2 separate regions of the Mus musculus genome follow, and region 1 is linked to region 2. A link is a contact called in public HiChIP or PLAC-seq data. All regions are on one chromosome and are shown on one strand. The core of a region is the stretch at or near the end of the contact, and the rest is flanking DNA. Distances in the headings are between cores, read along the strand shown. Region 1 holds the start of Cchcr1 (coiled-coil alpha-helical rod protein 1). Region 2 holds the start of Atf6b (activating transcription factor 6 beta).

Evidence for each region. HiChIP or PLAC-seq counts read pairs in DNA pulled down with a chosen protein or histone mark.
Region 1: a contact with region 2 is called in an H3K27ac HiChIP or PLAC-seq map of embryonic stem cells, with 4 times the contacts expected there. The contact joins the promoter of Cchcr1 here to the promoter of Atf6b in region 2. A contact is called at or near these places in 2 of 39 promoter capture datasets (cranial neural crest and liver), 1 of 484 Hi-C or Micro-C datasets (CD4 T cells) and 1 of 115 datasets of contacts at active chromatin or transcription factors (embryonic stem cells).

What each region holds. Positions count from the first base shown.
Region 1 is chr17:35,515,877-35,518,576 of GRCm38.p6, reverse strand. It overlaps Cchcr1 (coiled-coil alpha-helical rod protein 1), which reads right to left and starts at 1,324. Exons shown (of 18, transcript NM_001372297.1): 1 at 638-1,324; 2 at 294-360; 3 at 1-198. The coding sequence starts at 835. Tcf19 (transcription factor 19) reads left to right here and starts at 1,753. Exons shown (of 4, transcript NM_001163764.1): 1 at 1,753-1,818; 2 at 2,147-2,699. The coding sequence starts at 2,462.
Region 2 is chr17:34,645,817-34,648,516 of GRCm38.p6, reverse strand. It overlaps Atf6b (activating transcription factor 6 beta), which reads right to left and starts at 1,371. Exons shown (of 18, transcript NM_017406.4): 1 at 1,201-1,371; 2 at 778-857; 3 at 220-298. The coding sequence starts at 1,303. It overlaps Fkbpl (FK506 binding protein-like), which reads right to left. Exons shown (of 2, transcript NM_019873.3): 2 at 1,700-2,700. The coding sequence ends at 2,214.

The DNA of each region.
Region 1 (2,700 bases), core at 75-2,574, 870 kb before region 2:
GCCCCTGCCCATCTCCACAGAAATCCTGTCCCCACGTGGTCACTGTCGACCTCTGAGCATCTAGCCGTCTCTCTAAGACATCTTGGCTGGCCGGAGATTGGACCAAGGGAACGTCTGAAGCCCAGGTCGGGGCCATTCTTGGCAGAGTTGGAAGGGGCCGAGCTTGGAAGTGGGAGGGAGGAACCAGCCCAGCAAAACCTGAGGGGGTCACAAGAATAAAGACTGTCAGATTCTGAGAGAGGGGGAGAGGGAAGAGGGAGATGATCCTGGTCTCCTTGACTAGCCTCACTGACCTGACGGTGGCAACATCTTCCTGTTATATGAATCCTGTAGCTCTTGTCTCCAGTCACCTATGTTCCCCTGGACAATAGGAGAAACAAGGATACTTCAATTCAATTTTTCAGGCCACCTTCCAAAGAAAAAGCCCTATAAAAACAAAGTCATAATCCTTAAGTTACTGACAGGTCTATCGGGCTGTACGCTTCTCTTTTCCTACTTCCCTAAGGCACACGGTAACCAAACCACTTGCTTGTCCCAACTACGCTCCTGATAGAATGAACCAGGCAACAACCCTAAGGTAAATTTACTGAGACGAGGCTTCCTTCTACTTACAGGAATGTGGGTGGTGTGCCTTTACCTTCCTCCTTAAGTGTCTACGGTCCCTGCAGCTCAGGACTCTCTGGACACAGTATAAGGAGCCCACTCTCCACAGTCCTTGCCATGGAATGGTAGGGCCGTTGGGAAGCCCATCTAGGCACCATCGAGCCAGGATTTCTGAGTCATTTCCTATTAAAGAGTTAGCCCAAGGCCTGGTCCGGGAAGAATGAGGCCACATGTGGGGTTAAGCGTCTTCCCTAGGATCCCTGAGGAATCGGAGCAGCCGGGAGCCCGTTGCTGGGAAGCCAGCTTCCTGGCAACTCATCTGGGCCTCTCTGTAACGGGCCTCAGTTGCTCTCTATCCCCTCGGCTTCCATTCCCGATGCATCTCTCTTCGGAGTCCTACAGCATCTTCTTTCCCCCACTTCCATCAGAATTCAAGTTTTTGGGTTTTTTTTTTTTTCACTCAACCCCCGCGATTCCTACCCGTTTCTCTTCCTAGACCTAGTATGAGTCTTTTTCGATGGAATTATCTTGGTCGCTCCCTGTCCTGTCTCCCCCACTTCTCTCCCGCACACACCCCGGGCTAATCCCCGTCAGGACCCTGAACTCTGAGGCTGTCTTGACCTCCTCATCTATCCTTTGACCCAGCTCCTGCACCCCTCTTGCCCTGTGGATCCCCTCCGCCCCCCTTGCGCCCCCTCTCAGACTCTTCCCGCCCCCAACTGACTCTCCCCGAACGCCCCTTACCCAGCGCGAGATCCGCCCTCTTGCCACGCCCCTTACACCTAGCACCCAGTCTAGACGCCACACCCAGATCACGCATGCGCGGGGCGGCGGGCTGCTCTACAGCTCCATTTCTCCCTACCGGAAATAGGAAGAAGAAAGGTGCAAGCAGGCACCCTGACGCCCCAAACTTTCTCCGCGCCCTGACGGCCCCTCCTCTCCCCGGGAACCCGGGAAAACGTGCCGGCCAATCAGAAGTGGCGGAGAGCGGGAGATGAGCAACTCCCCCCTGCGCATCGGCCAATAGAGCAAATGGGTGCAACTCAGATGGCCAATCAGAAGCAGCCGGCGGGGGGGCGGGCTCGCGGGCGCGAAGTCGGACCCGGGAATTCCGAAGGAGGAGTCTGCGCAGCGCGCGCGCGCGCCTTCACCCAAGCCCCGCCTTCGGGGCGGCTTCCTTGGCTGTCAAACCTCGGCGGGAGCGCGGGACGCAGGGTACGGAATCCCTTCCTCAGTTTACCCCGCGAGCGAAAAAAAGAAAGGGTGAGATCCACTTTGTTACAGAATTAGGGACCCGTCTGCGCCGCCCTTTGCGGGTGACAGTGGATTCACTTCCCTTAGGGGAACTGATCCGAAGAGCGGGGGTGGGGGGGAAAGATGGAAGGGGTGCGCTACTTGGATTAGAAAGTTTAACCATAAATTCCCTGACTCCAGGTTACACTTAGGGAGAAGACCCGTGTCACACGCACGTTTGTGTACCAGGGCCCCTTCACCCCCTCTGCCTGTTCCCAGTTGCGGTTTAAACTAGCTTTGCCTTGCACAGATTGTCGGAGGCTCCCGGATGTTGAGCCGCCTGAGGATCCGGCTTCACTGAGGTGCCACAAGACGTCTTCCTGGTTTTGCATCGCATCAGGACTTTACTGGAATTGCTTTTTAAACCTCATCTTGACAGCCTCTGTCTTGGTGCATATCCAGGCCTCTGGCGCTCTGAATCTGCACTGCTTAAGTTGGCATTAGGCACAATACTTAGCTGTTGACATCAGAGAGAACTGAATTGAAGCCCACGGTGCATGACCCAGGAGTAGGAGAGGGAATGGACTTCTGAGGTGGGCAAAGTGGTGCAGAGGGGGCACCCCCCATGCTGCCCTGTTTCCAGCTGCTGCGTATAGGGGGCGGCAGGGGCGGTGACCTCTACACCTTCCACCCCCCGTCCAAGTCTGGCTGCACCTATCGATTGGGCTGCAGGGCCGACCTGTGTGATGTGGCCCTGCGGCCCCAGCAGGAGCCCGGCCTCATCTCTGGAGTCCATGCGGAATTGCATGCTGAACTCCAAGGGGACGACTGGAGGGTCAGCCTGGAGGATCACAGCAGCCAAGG
Region 2 (2,700 bases), core at 122-2,621:
ACCATGTCTTGCCTGTGCCAAACCAACACTGCAGAAATGAGTAACGGAGGAGCAGAGCCTAGCATTGCCTGTAGCGTGGTGCTGAGGTGGGGCAGGAGAGTAAGGGCAGACAACACCCCAGGGATCACAGGGAGGAGCACACAGGGATGTTAGTTTCTGGGAAGCAGTGGGAAGAGAAGGGCATTTGGAAAGATGAGGGGAATCCTAAGGGCGCCTTACCTGGGAAGATGGGTAGAGGGTCCCAAGGGGGCTCAGGGGGGCTGACATCCATCCCCACATCCAGAGAGCTGCTGTCAAACTAAGCAGTGGGACATATTAGCGGGCAGGAAGGTGAGAAAGTACGACAGCAAAACAGGAGCGACACAGCTTGCAAATTAAGACGCCCACTGTGTCAAGGCTCCATAGTTTACAGAAAAAAATGTTTCTCTTTTGCTTTCGTTGTATTTTACTAACAACCACTAACCACCTATTCTCGCCCCTGTAGACACACAGCTGTCAGTCTTTTATCTGTACCCCATAAGAAGGATCCCAAAAGGCCAGAAGGGGCTGCTCTCTAAAATCCTGACTTAGTTGGCTAGTCCCGGGTGCGCCTCTAAAATAAAACTTGAGCCAATTAGACCAATGGACTTTTGAAACTGGTCTTTCTCCTCGAAATTTTCGAGTTTAACATGAGCAGGGGTGACACCCTGATGAGCTCTGTGGCTTGGCAATGACTCCAAGTTTGGGGTCGCCCTCCCACCACCAAGGGTCATAAGAGAAACTCTGAGGTAGCAATACCGGGACATCCTGCTCCACGCAACGGAACAACTGTGCCTGCTCCTCGGCCACTTCATCCAGGCCACTGTACAAGGTGCTGTCTGCATGGAGGCCCGCGTGTCAGGAGGGTGGCACGCCAGCCCCGGCTCCATCCCTCATTGGCTCGGCCGGGCCAGACCCACCGCCCGCCCACTCGCTCAGCCTTACACCCTAAGGCGTCCAGCCCCTCTCCCCTGACCCCGGGCAGCCCCGTGCTCCCACGGGAGACCAAGGTCTTCCCTCCTCCCGCATCCCGGGGAAGCGCGAGTCCCGCTGCGCTCTCCCTCGGAGGATGGGCTCGGCGTCCGCCCAGCCTTCCTCGTTCACCCTCTGCTGCCTTCCCGCGTGCCTCGGGCCCATGGCGAGCCTCAGCCCGCTCCTCCCCCGGGGCCCCACTCCGCGCACCCCAGTCCTCCGGACTCAGCAGGTTGTCGGTGAAGAAGCGCGTCGGGTCGGCGATCTCACTGAGGAGCATCAGCTCCGCCATCTTCCCCCCACCCCCCACCATGAGCCGGCTCCCCGGCCCGCCTCCTCCCGGCCGCGGCAAATCCATGAGCTCGCTGAGGAAAACCGGCGTCCCGGAAGTCCTGATGACCAGTCAGAGGCTTAGTTGGTGAACACGTGACACGAAGGAGCAATGACTGTGCATGCCGGGCCAATGGCACGGGTCAGCCGCTTTACCGATCCAGGCGAGACTGTGCGTGCGCCGTACAGGCCCCAGAAACTAGCATTGTGGGAAATGTAGTTCCTAGCACTTAGGGTTCCGGCATCTGGGCTAGAGTGTTCATGCTTGAGCAGTTGTCCGCAAACATCTGCACCCATGTGGTGCCCATAAACTCATGAAGGCACACGCATAATGAATGAATTATTAATGAATAAACGAATGAGCAAAGTTCCAGCATTTAGGATAAGAGATGGCTCAGCAGTTTAATATTGCTTATTGCGACTAGGCGGTAGTGGTGCACGCCTTTAATCCCAGCACTCAGGAGGCAGAGGCAGGCGGATCTCAGCCTGGTCTACAAAGTGTGCTCCAGGACGGCCAGGGTTGTTACACAGAGAAGCCCTGTCTCAAACCCTCCCACCCAAAAGGAAAGTGCTTGTTGCTCTTATAAGGGTCTGGATTACATTCTCAGCACCCACACCTGGCGACACGCAACCACTTGTAACTCCACCTCCCTGGGATGCAACTCCCTGACATCCGGAAGTTCTGGCGTTTGCCACAGCCAGTCCCAAATAGACAACCTCTCCTATCCTCGGAGGTGGATACGCTTCCCGGGACTCCCTCCACCAAGTGGCTCACTGACACCGTCGCTAACTCCCTGTAGGTCAGAACGAGATACGAGTTCAAACAACTTCCTTCGGGGCCCTTGAAAATTCCACAACACAGACCACAGTTCGCGGGTTCCTGTCTCCTTTAATCAGCTAAACATCTTGCGCAGTCCCCGAGCCAGCCCTGCATCCTGTTTCCTTCCCTGAATGACCACCTTCCCCAGCTCCTCTTTCGCTGCACGGTTTTTGGGATCTACTGCTAGCACTTTCTTGAAATCAGCAGTGGCTTTTTCCAAGTCCCCGAGGGCAGCCCGAGCAACCCCCCTTCGGTATAAGGCCTTTAAATGGCCCGGCTCCCGCTCCAGCACTCGGTCACAGCTCTGGGCTGCCAACTGGGGGTGTCCTAGCAGCAACTGGCAGGCAGCCAGATTGGCATAAAGGGTAGTTCGTTCGGGAGGGCCGGGTGGGGGCAACGTCAGCAGCAGTCGGAGAGCCCGTCCATAGCATCGGGCAGCCCCTTGAGGGTTCCCAGCTCGAAACAGTTCTGTACCCCTTCTGTGTTCTTCTTTGGCCAGAGCCTCCTTCTCCATAGCCTCCATCTCCCAGGAGTCCCGGCCATTGGTGAAGGAATCCAGT